Linked DNA regions of Rattus norvegicus: all the other regions are linked to region 2. The links are chromatin contacts, called in public Hi-C maps. All regions are on one chromosome and are shown on one strand. Each heading gives the region's core, a stretch centred on a gene start, on an enhancer-like site or on the middle of the called end of the contact. The rest is flanking DNA. Distances are from core to core; before and after follow the strand shown. Region 1 holds the start of Prpf4b (pre-mRNA processing factor 4B). Region 2 holds the start of Pxdc1 (PX domain containing 1). Region 3 holds the start of Eci2 (enoyl-CoA delta isomerase 2).

The links. A called contact is a pair of places that touch in the nucleus more often than the background predicts.
Region 1: a Hi-C map of kidney shows a contact between it and region 2, with 7 times the contacts expected there. The contact joins the promoter of Prpf4b here to the promoter of Pxdc1 in region 2. A contact is called at or near these places in 12 of 12 Hi-C or Micro-C datasets (the A7r5 cell line, the Rat2 cell line, Schwann cells and 7 more) and 1 of 1 datasets of contacts at active chromatin or transcription factors (oligodendrocytes).
Region 3: a Hi-C map of liver shows a contact between it and region 2, with 2.9 times the contacts expected there. The contact joins the promoter of Eci2 here to the promoter of Pxdc1 in region 2. A contact is called at or near these places in 4 of 12 Hi-C or Micro-C datasets (Schwann cells, frontal cortex and liver).

The regions. Positions count from the first base shown.
Region 1 is chr17:30,222,705-30,226,554 of GRCr8, forward strand. Prpf4b (pre-mRNA processing factor 4B) reads right to left here and starts at 2,216. Exons shown (of 15, transcript NM_001011923.1): 1 at 2,132-2,216. The coding sequence starts at 2,172.
Region 2 is chr17:30,479,807-30,483,918 of GRCr8, forward strand. Pxdc1 (PX domain containing 1) reads left to right here and starts at 2,055. Exons shown (of 5, transcript NM_001025719.1): 1 at 2,055-2,468. The coding sequence starts at 2,213.
Region 3 is chr17:30,074,422-30,078,518 of GRCr8, forward strand. Eci2 (enoyl-CoA delta isomerase 2) reads left to right here and starts at 1,345. Exons shown (of 10, transcript NM_001006966.1): 1 at 1,345-1,423; 2 at 2,103-2,265. The coding sequence starts at 1,380.

The DNA of each region.
Region 1 (3,850 bases), core at 966-3,465, 260 kb before region 2:
TGAGAAGGTGGCTCAGGGGTAAAGTACTTGCCTATTAACATGTGCAAAAGGGCTCTTAATTTGATCCTTAAAATTTCTCCTCACCCCCTACAACGATTTTTCTGGGACACCAGCAAAAAAATGTATTTTAAATCTTAGGGGCAAGTGAAAAAGGAGTCACAGCACAGCAGTCAGAAGCTGGCCTTTAAAACCATATTGTACAAAGTTAAATGTGTCTATCGCAGTGTGACCTTGAGCAAACTACTTAATTTCTCTGTGTTATTCTCATCATCCGTAAAATACCAGCAATAACAGTATCTAGCTCCACGGTGCTGTTACAAGAATTAATGAGCTACTATTTGAATGATTTGAATAGTCCCTGGTCCCTAGGGACTTCGAATAGATTTTTTTTTCTTTTTAAAGCTGAAGTAAAGAAGTTGACAAATGCACAGGCCATTATAACAAAAGCTCTTTGAGCCCTTGGGGACAACTTAAACTATGTAATATGTGTGTTCTTGATTCTCTATGTTGAATAGATTCCCTGTAACTACAAGCTATTCAGTGCAACTCCAAGCCATGAGACACTGAGCACTATGGTCAACAATACACACATAGTGCCTGCTTTCATATCAAATTGTTATTACTTCATTAATTACTTTCAAATTAGCAAAAATAGGACACACGGAAAAAAATTCCATTTCCACAACTTCGGTGGGGGAAGGGCGGGTAAAGTAAAAACCGTGGTCAGTGTTATGTACAGTTGCCAGAGCCTAAACAAATCCATGTTTATAATGACAGGATTATTTAAATATGCAAATAATAGGGCTGGCTCATACTCAAAATAAATGTAAATGAATTCTCCCCTCAAATTAGGTAAATAGATATAATACCAAGAACTTTTCAGATTACCTGAACAGTACTCAGCTGTACAGCCGAAGACACCCATCAAACTAGACTAACATCCTGTAACTGCCACACCATGAACTTAGAAAAACAACAAGCTATGTCTGGTTAAAACCCTATCTGTTCTCTGCTAAGCCCAATTATCACAACAACAATGCAACTTTCAAACATACTTAATAAAAATATGAATTCTCTATCAAGCTGAGTAAAGCAAATGACAGGGGAACACCAAACTAGATTCTTGAGCAAAGAAGCCAAGCTTCTTTGGTGGTAAAGTCATCCTCTGCCACAAGTTGCTGGAGACGGTATCATACGCTTTCCTAAACAGGTTGGAAGCATAGATAATGCAGATGGGGGGTGGGGAGGGTGCCGTTGCCAAACAGTCTTTAATAGTATTCTCTTTAAAGTTGTTTCCAAGCGTAAACGTGGGAAACAAAACACTGCTCTTATTTAAGAGCTAGTCCTTTTGCGTATTCACGGATGTTCTCTTGGCTTCAAGAACTTCTATATTCGCTTAATTATAACACAGACTAGAATGGTTTATAAGTAGCAATAATTCCTAATACTTCTACCATGTCCCTTCCTAAAGGGTGTAGGGCAAAAACTGCCAGGCCTCAAAACCCAGGTAGTCTACCTTACTTTGCCTCAAGTTTGAAAGTTCGAAAGCTGCCAATGAACAGAGAAATACCGGGCTGTGGTTGGAATGAAGAGTAAAGGGCGAAGGACTTCGCTAGCACAATTTCCGGGACAGTCAAAAGTGTGACCCTAGCACTCCTGTCTCTGCTTTTACTATCAGCAGGATCACAAGGATACTATAGGCGTTAGGAAAGTGGGGCTTAGCCTGCCGGCTGCCACTGCCCCTCGGGTCCCTCTTGGATCCCCCATGGGGAGATCGCCGAGGGTTGAGACCAGAGCTCCACGGTCCCCCAGGGAGGAGCAGGAAGGCGCGACCTCAGGGCAGCAGCAGCCACCACGCTAACTGGACCTGTAGAGGCCGCTCGTGCCGCCGCCTCCCGGGGCAACGACGCGCAGCAGGCCGCGCTGCCGGCACCCCAACAGCCGCGGCCCCACCGGCAGCAAAGCCCGGGCGGCTCCCACGCCTCCCGCCGCACCACCGAAGGCGCGCGGAAAGGCAAACTTTGGCTATCGCCCGTTAGGCCTGAACTTTCCCGCCCGTCGCGCAGGTCGCCGCCGTCCCCCGCACGGTGGCCAGGCGGCCCAGCTCCAACCACCCGCACGATGCACTTACTCAGGTTGCTCCCGCAGCGACGGGGGCTCCGTGGCGGCCATCTTGAACTTCCCGACTTCTCCGCGGTGCTGGCGGCGGCTCCGCGAACCGTAGACGCCAGTGGGAGCGGAGGAAGAAGGGAAAAGCAGTCGCGCATGTGCAAAGCACGTAGAGAAAAGCGGCACTCCGAGTCCGCGCTAAGAATCCGGATAGAAAAATTCTGCGTCCGGGGGCGGGGCGCAGGGTGCCGTGATGTAATTTCCGGGGCTAGGGGGCGGACCACGGGGAGATCAAGGCCTTACTCACCTAGAGCGCCAGTCTGTGTGGAAGTTTGAGTGTTTCAGTGCAGGAACCTGCTGGGGAAAAGGAGCAAAGAAAAGGGTCGGATGTTGGTATTGAGAGTGCATTTCTGAGCGCTGATTCTCTATGTGGTCCAGTAGTGGGTGAAAATTGCTCTGTGTCTCTTGTTGCTGCTGATTGATTAGCGGAGAGCTCGTAGACTTGGCCTAATTTAAACACCCAGAAAAACTCCCAGATCCCCCTTTGACCTTGTTCTTTGTGTTATGCTTTATATGGGAATTAAGTTTTCTGCTTCTGAGAAGATTAAGTTGGAGATAATGGACGTTGTCTGATACCGAACTGAGACCAATCTCAGATTTACACACACCATTCTTAAAAGAACAAAATTAAAGCACTTCTAAATGTGCTGATGCTGGCAAACTTTTCCATTGAAGATTTTGATTTTCATCAAGTTCATTTCCACGCTATTATCCATTTGAGAGCGAAATAGACGTTTAAATGCATTCTAAGCTGTTACTGTTAGTAAAAGTTGAAACATTAGCTTAATCATGCAGGAAACGTTTACAAAGTGACAGGCCAAACAGTTCCTTGTTTCTCCCCGCCACCCCCCACCTCCATCCCCCAACCCCCCCATAACCACGCTTCGAAGCCCTGGTATCGGAACGGCCCGATCCAGAGCTGTGGTTTCCGCGGATCGGAGCGGAAGTGAGCGCTCCCCGGCGGAACCAGCTTCCCGGAAGTCATTGGCAGGCTAGAGAGACGCGTGCGTACTGAGGTCCAGGAGAAAGCGTGGGCGTGTTCAAAGCGACCGGCGGTGGTTGTTGCTTTAGTACTGCGGCGGGCAGCTGTAAAGAGGCCTTGCCAGTTCCCAGCTCCTGCTCAACTTGTCCCGCCTCCCGGCCTCAGCCCGGACCTCTCTTCTGCCGCAACGTCAGCAGAGCGGCTTGCCAAGATTGCGTCTGTGCGCACCCCTGGAGCCCTCAAGTAGAGGACCGCCCTGTTCGGTGACACCGTGGAGACCACAGCGCTTGGCAAGCCGCCAGCAGACAATGCAAAAAGTTGAGGCTTTGGAGGCAAGCGTGGCTTTGTGAACGCTTCATCTTTTTCCACCATCTGTGGTTGCTTCAAGTATTATTCCATACGAGATGGGCGTTCTTTAAATAATTGGAAAATATATTTGAAATATGTTGTTTCTGTGGAAAGCTATTACTTTCGTACACGATTAGCATGGATCCCAGCGAGCTCTTAATAGGCTAGTTGTAACAGACTACAAACAAATTACAAGCATCGTAAAACCCTTTAATTCTTGTAGTTTCCATGTGTCTTTGAAGAATGTAGAAGCCATTTAGACAGCACTTAGGTTTAGAACTGGGGTTTGGAGCTTTGTGGGAAGACGCCAAACTGCTGTTAACATGCTTGAGGCATCATGCCTGTCTTACT
Region 2 (4,112 bases), core at 805-3,304:
ACAGAGAGACAGAGAAACATAGAGAGACAGAGAGAGACAGAGAGACAAAGGAAGAGAGAGTAAGAGAGAGACAGAGAGACAAAGACACACACACAGAGACAGAGAGACAGAGACAGAGACTGAGAGACAAAGAGACAGAGAAAGAGAGAGAGACAGAGACAGAGAGACAGAGAAACATAGAGAGACAGAGAGACAAAGGAAGAGAGAGTAAGAGAGAGACAAAGAGAGACAAAGACACACACACAGAGACAGAGAGACAGAGACAGGGACTGAGAGACAAAGAGACAGAGAGACAGAGAAAGAGAGAGACAGAAAGATAAAGGAAGAGAGTAAGAAAGAAACAAAGAGAGACAAACACACAGAGAGAGAGACAGAGACAGAGACACAGAGAGAGACAGAGAAAAGGGGGGGAGGGGAGGGGAGGGGAAAGCACTGTGGAACCTTGACTTCCAGTTTCAGAAGGTCTTCTGTCCCTGCCTGGGTTACTTGAATTACATATGTGAGCCACTCCAGACCCGTGCTATCTTTTTTTTTTTAAGTGAAGTTTCTAGGCTGTATAGAAAAGTGATTAATGGATGCTCTACGCGGCATAAAAGATAGTGTGTTCAACCAGTGACGCTCCAACTGTGACTACTGTTCCTTTGCCATCTAGCTTTACTCCCAGAACTCTTTAAGCATCTACTGTTAATATAAAAACACTTTCTTCAGCGCTCAGGAATGACAGGCTCAAAGAGGAGGCCAGCTTCACCCAGCTAGGTCACTTGAGCAGCAGCGAATTGAAGACTTGATTGTTCCCAGCAAACTCTACCCTAAAGATGGGGCGTTTGAAGAGCTGCTTCTGGGGGATCCTGGGGATGGTGCTGGGGGAGGGGACAGCTTCAGAAGGGACAGGGTTCCAGGTAGGAGTGGAGGCTGGCCCAGGAATGCCTCAGCAGAACTTTTTGGTAAATAGGAGGGGTACTCCCTTGTCCAGGAGGTTTCTGCAGCGACAAAAGCGACCTAAATACCAGCCCGCTGCCGGTGTTGACAAGTCAACGGATATCAGGGTCACTGAGGTCCAGAGAAGGAATACCTGTCGCTAGTTTCTAATGTCTCTGTTCCACACTGGGCTTCGCTGACTCTCTATAACCCAAAAGGCAGAGTCTTTTTCCTCTGTTTTAGGCAGAAGAATGTGTCTGGAACCAACTTAAAATTTTTAATGCTAGACACTGTTTTTCAATTGGGCGCAGTGCGGTGCATTCGTTCTCAGTGGGCAGCTCTGCCAAGGGGGACTTCCTAAGCTCCTCCCGAGTTTCTCTCTCCAGGGAGACCCGTGTCCCCTACAGTTCTGCCCCATATCCTTTTAGCAGACGACCCCACGGGTGGCCGGCCGGCCGATCTCCTGGGGGCTCCTCTTCTAAGAACCACACGGTCTTGCCTTCTGGTGGGTCTGTCCCGCCGCGTCCCGGGCCTCCAACAAGCTAAGGCACGACCGGAATGCGCGGGAGGACCCGGGGCGGAGACGCCGGTAACCGATGGGACACTGGGCGGGCCAGCCTGAGTCCCGGCCCAGGCCGGGCGGGTCGAGGGCGGCGCGGGGACCAGCACCAGTCCCACTGTCCGGATCCCCGTGCGGTATGAGCCCGCGTCCCCGCCCCGTGCGGCGCCGCCTCGGGACTCTGGACTTCAGCGACGTGTCAATCCCACCCCCGCGAGTGCCGGGCAGAGTGCTCAACTCCAGGCAGAATCCCGAGGATTCAGAGTAGGAACGAGCAGAAAGTCGCCCTGCGCTCCGGGAGAGCGCAGGACCCGCCCCGCTTAGCAGCGGGCAGACTGGGGAGGCGGCGCCTTGCGTGGAGCCTGGGCCGGGACCGCCCGCGGCGGGTCAGCGGGAGGCAGGAGGGAGGTGCTGCAGCCCGGACTCGACGTCGACGCCCGCACCGCCCGCGATGGGAAGTGCCTTATAAAGCCGCAGCCGGAGCAGTCAGACAGACTCTTGGCGACGCCGCCCAGAGCGCGGGCCGCACGTAGCCGCCCCAGAGTGCGCGAAGAGCTAGAGCACATCCGCGGGGCATCAACTTCTACCCACCGGGACTCTTAACGGCCGTTGCGAGGATCGACCGCGTCCCACAGAGAATTCCTGATCGCCCTTGCCCAGACCCACTCTGCCCAGGCGGACCCCAGTCGGGGGCCGAGGGCGCCCCCGGCGGCAGGGGCATGCGCCTCCCGCGGCATGGCCTCGGCGGTGTTTGAGGGCACGTCGCTCGTGAACATGTTCGTGCGCGGCTGCTGGGTGAACGGGATCCGCAGGCTCATCGTCAGCCGGCGTGGCGATGAGGAGGAGTTCTTCGAGATCCGCACCGAGTGGTCGGACCGCAGTGTGCTCTACCTGCACCGCAGCTTCGCGGACCTGGGCCGCCTGTGCAAGCGCCTCCGTGACGCCTTCCCGGAGGACCGGTCTGAACTGGCGCGTGCGCCGCTGCGGCAAGGTGCGGGGCTGCGGGGCTGAAGGGTTGGGGCATCAGGGGGCTGAGGGAGGGGCTCTGGGGAAGGAACATTGCGACGAGATCGCGTCTAAGTGCAGTGAAATCGGCGGGAAGAGTTTCCTAAAACTCTACCGGGCAACTGACCGAGGACATCTAGACCCTGTCTTCCCTGACTGGGAGCCGGCACGGAGCCTGGGGCGCACACTCTTGGAGGATAAATGAGATGGGTGGGGAAGGGGACAAGGTCAGCAGAACTGTCGCCTGACTGTCCCAAAGAGCGAGCCACTTGTGAAGAAGCGGAGCTCTGCTTTGCCGAGGCGACATCCAGATCTGACAGCTACTGGGTCCCAGCCACCTCCGGAGAACCAGTGGCGGCTGGATTGGGTTTGCTGGAAAGCGTAGAGACAGTTATAGAGTATCAGAATTGGGAAATCTCAGCGGTTATGATCGCTGCCCAGGTCCTGCCCGGTTGGGCCCCATTCGTATTCGAAGATAGTGAGCCTGAAAGCGAGGTGCCACGCAGCAATCTTTTCCACCTCTCCTGGAGGGAGCCGCCCCGCCTGCATCTGTCCGGCCAACCCCAGGGTCCCCACCCCTGAGCTGGGTCCACATTCGGATTTGATTAGCCACAGCCGCCTCCTCCCTGGCCTTGTGACGGTCCTGGTTGGCCCTGACTGTTGTTTTCTCAAACAGCAGTGGCTTCCCCTTTCCCACTGCCAGCAAAAGGACTGGAAGAGTGGAGGAAACTGGAGAGGGATCTTGATAGAGATGGGGAAGAATAAAGTGTGGGGCAGTTAGCTAGTAGGCGGTGGGACAGGAGGGATCAATAGAGCTTCTGAGCAGTGCCTGGCCTTCCAGGGCTTGGAGACCCATGGAACCAAGCCCTCATTTTGGCAGAGTTCTCAAAGCAGCCAGCCTGTGACAGCTTGGGGCGAAGTTACTCAAGGTTAGCCAGTACATGCCTCCTTGGCCGCCTGTCTGGCTAAGGGCTTGAGATAACCTCCGTTTCCCTCCGGTGATAGGTTCCACCAATGTGTGGATTATGGGGATAATTAGCTCCATTCTCATGACACATCCCCTGGCAGACACATCAATTGGATAGATTCCCAAAACCAAGTGAGTGTGGAAGCCGGGAGTGACAAGCCTGGCTTAGATCTCCGTCCCAGCCCCTCCCAGTGCCTGAGCACCATTTTGAGATTAGACCTATTTTTATTGTTTTAAATTTGATATTTTTTTTTAATTTAACAAATGCATGTCTGAGTCAGGAAAGCATAAGGAAGGGGTAGTGATTTACTCAGTGGCTTCTTCTGGAACAAGGCAGGCCATAAACAAGTTGAATTTCCCGACTCTCCCTCTGAGCAGGTCCCAGAGCTCTGCTGTGGCCACAGACAAACTAGAATCATTCATCGTCTATGAGAGTACCTATTGCCCGTGGGGTTTTGTGAGGGGTGAAATGCCTGGTTGTATCTGGTGACAGTGTCTGTAAATGCCACTTGCTTACTGTCAGCACCTTCTTTCTGGCCGGGGGTGCTGGTTGTGGAGAGTGTGGGAAGGGGTGTGGCGTTGGTGTGGAGTCACAGGTGAAAAGGCCTTCCCTGGAGCAGAAGGGAGGAAACCATCTTACCTCTGTTCACCTGGCCTCTTTTG
Region 3 (4,097 bases), core at 95-2,594, 410 kb before region 2:
TCAAGAAACATCTCCCAAAATACTGAGCACACACTGTGAAGTGGAACCCCGAGATTCAGTTCCATGGACATTTTTCTGGGCTCTGTTGACCACCAGGCCTGGGAGTCTGTATCAAATCCTTCCTTAGACAGCACTGGTCACCTGCAAACGAGCCTCTAAGGTAGGACATAACTGACCCACACACCTCCTTCTCCAAGGTCTTCATAAGAACCGGGAGACCCGGTCCTCCAACAGAGTGGAGATTAGAACTCTGGGGAGGTCTTGAGGAGGATTCTGCCATTCTTACTCTAGTACAGAAAGGAAACTCTCAAGGGATGTGCTGGGTGTCTTTGACTGCGCTGTAAAGTAGTTCAAAAGTATGCCCATTGGTCCGTTTTAAAAATGTAATTTTTCTAACTTTTTAAATTTTACTTTGTCTAGTTATTTAACTTTCTTTATGTAATTGGTTTTGCATACCTGTATTATGCACATCATCTCTGTGTCGGATGACTGCTTAGGTCATAAGATGGATCTGTTCCCCTGGAACTGGAATTATGAATGGTTATGGCCCACCCTGCAGATTAAGAGAAACCAAACCCCAAGAGCCTCAAGTGTGCTCAAACAGCCTAGTCAACTCTTTAGCCTCACCAATTAGCTCTTCCAGGGCTCTCTAGTACTCTTAGCACAGAATCCAAACTCCTTAACGTGGGCACAGTGATCCTCAAGCTCAAACACCCTACTCAGAATGGTTCCCTTTCCTTTCCCCAGCCCAGTCTTCAGCCAGACACTGTTTATAGGCTGTGGCCTCTGCTAAGCAAGAGAATCACCTTCAGGGCAAACGCCTACATTAATGCTGCTTATACAATTTCATGTTCAGCTTAAACTTTATTGTACAAGATAAGCATATCCAGGAACAGTCTTGTCCATTTAATCTTTTAAACATATGTTCCATGACCTTAAACTGAGCGTACTCAGGAACGTGCTCCTAACTGATCATTCTGGAAATGGTCGGGTTTCTAAATGAATATGTTTAGACTCTCCGATTAAAATTCCCAGAGCACAGTGATCCGCCTCCGTACCCTGACCCTCCTGCGCCAGATCTTGCTCCAGTCACCTATGTACACAGTTGGACCTGGACCAGGCATACTAGGCTCCTCCTCGAAACCCGCCCATTCTCAACTCTGAAGGAGCTGCCAGTCACACCCCTGCCCCAGGCTCTCTTCCAAGTTCTGCTCCGCCCGCCTATTTGTCCCAGGGTCGGCTCACGGCCGGAGCTCACATCCTGGCTCCGCCCTCAGCCCCGGGCTCCGCCCACGCCCGGAGCGCACCTCTGGCTCCGCCCCCTCACAGTTTCAGCTGGGCCTAAGCCTCCGAGCTCAGTTTGACCTCAGCATCCAGCTATGGCGGCAGTGACCTGGAGTCGGGCGCGGTGCTGGTGTCCGAGGTAAGCTTGCAGCCTCGACTGTCCCTCCCAAAGTCGCCAGCGAGGTTTGTCGCCCGCCCACGGAGCCGCCCGCTTTGTCGTCTGTCTGGCCTGGCTGAGGGACAGCAGGATATTCCTTTGGAGATTTCCCAGCGAGAGAGCTCTAAAGAGTGACCTCGAAGGTTCTTCTTCTGCTGAGTCCCAAAGGGTAAGGATGGACGCGCTCCGGTCGCCTCCGTCGGTCCCTGGGGCACCCAGGCCTCCAGGCCCATCCCGGAACTTCCTAGGGCACACAGTGCCTTGGCTAAGGTGACACTTTGTCCAATATTGCTAGTTAGCTCTGAGCGCTGCTGGCTCGCAATCCGTTATCACCAGTGTGAGGTTTCAAGCAGTAAGTTCACTTTGTTAAGAGAAGTAGCTGGAGAGAGTGACCCACATGTAGCAATTCAAAGAACTATGGAGCAAAGGTTGGAAACCGCATGCATGCAGTAAAATCAGCGGCTTGAGAGACTTTCTCAAAAGGCAAAACTTATGCTCCATTTGAGTAAGTGTGCACTACAGTGTGTGGGGAGTCGGTTGCCTACTTTAGGGAAAACAGTGCAGATGCACGCCGTTCTGAGCAGTATGACTTGGAACCAATCAGTAATCCTGTTGCTGCAGAAATGGAGGGCCAGGAAGAAATAAAAAACACTGTTTGAAGTCTCCTGCAGGTCCTCAGATTACCAGTGACTAAACTGCACCTAGGCAGACCAGCCATGAGAGCCACTCAGCAGGACTTCGAAAATGCAATGAACCAGGTGAAACTCTTGAAGAAGGACCCAGGAAATGAAGTGAAGCTGAGACTGTATGCGCTGTATAAGCAGGTAACAGCCTGAGCTCTGTTGGAACTTAAACGCGTTTTGAGCAAGTGATTCCTGTAGTTGACATGTTTCTAATACGCAGCTTGAATGGTTTCTAACGTGTGGGTTGCATGGCTGACTCCCCTTTGGCATATATGTATGCAGGCTTTGTTTTGTTTTGTTTTTATATTAGGCCTTGATGTGCAATTAAAGCACAGAGTAGCCTCCTCTGCTTCTCTCCAGAATAAAGAGATTTGGAAAATATCACATTTACATCCACATGTTTGGAGCCTGCTTGAGTCCTTCCCGAGGAGAGTAATTCACTGGGGCAGTTGGGAAAACTTGAATATGGACCAAGTTTTACCATTACGCACCAGTGTCCTGGTTATTGTTAAATGGTGCCATGATTGATTATATAATAAAATGTTGGTGTTTCAGAGAAATAGTAAGTATTTAAGGATGAAATAGTATGCTTTTTGGGATGTTTGAAATTAATTAAATTAAAAAATATAGTCAGTGAAGATATAAGGTAAAATTTAATAACTGCCCAACTGATTAATTGGCTACCATAATTCATATGTGTGTGGAGGTCTGAAAATTTCTATAACCTTTGAGGAACTAAAGGTTATAATGGCAAAGACTTCACCCAGATGTCTGCCAGCCTGGACTTCTTTGTTATCATTTATTGCTTTTATCATTTCTGCCTGGTGATGCGTGTGTCTCTTTATCGTGGGTGTCCTGGTTGTTTTGCTTTGTTTCGTTAACTTGGCATAAGCTAGACTCATCTGGGAAGAGGAGGGGCTCATGGATTAAGAGAGTGCCTCCATGAGACTGACGTGTCTGCAGGTCTGTTGAACATTGTCTTGATTAATGATTGGTGCAGAATGTATGAGAGAACAGGCTGAGCAATCCAGGAAGCCCACCCTCTGCCACCACCAGCTTCTGCTTCAGTTCCTGTCTCCAGGTTCCTGTCTTCATTGTCTGCCCTGACTTTTATGACTGATGGAATGTGGCCCGAGTGCTGTGAGCTAACATAAACCCTGTCCTCCCAAAGTTGCTTCTGGTCATGGTGATTTATCACAGTAATGCACACCCTAAGAAAATGGATGTGCACCTTCAAGAATTTTACTTGTCCAAAAAGACTTGGCCCTAAGATACTAGGAGGTATTCTCTAGCTCTGAGAACTGTCTTTCACGCCTGGAGAGTCTAGCAGAGGATTTAGGGTACAGTGTGATCTTGGGATAAGCAGGTTCACCTGTGGGTTAGGGCTCTGGCAGAGACTAGACACAGAAGTTGCAGAGCGTTTCTTCTTTGGCAGTACTCCACCTATTGTCATATGTCCCTGACTCCTGGAGAGAGGCCAATAGTAATGCCACACTGGCTTCTCCTCTGAACTCTATCCTGTGAGCTTTTGCCTTGGGCTTATTTAAGTCTCTTTCCTTTCCCTGGAAGGAACTATGGCTGTGAAAACCACAGCTTGCAGGGTCCCTCCAGTCTTTCTAGTGGATTTGAACTGAGGTGATCTTAGAAACAGTTTGTCAGGAGCTAGCAGCAGTCAACAGTTCGGGTGGAGAAAGGCAAGGACAAGAAACAAATGGAAGCCACAATGTGAAGCCTCTGGCAGGTCCTTAGACTCCCCATGGCAGAGAGAAGAGCAGCCCTCTGTGAATGTGGTTTCCTATAACGTCCCAGATGGCTGTCTCCATATGGTGACTTTATCTGTGTGAGGTCAGAACCTCCACCCGTGAGCTTCAAAGCCTCCTCTGTCCCCTGGTAACTAACTCTATTACAACTGAGAAATTTTACATTGTTTAAAATCCCTTCAGAAAAGTAGCCAAGTGGGGTATTTTATTCAA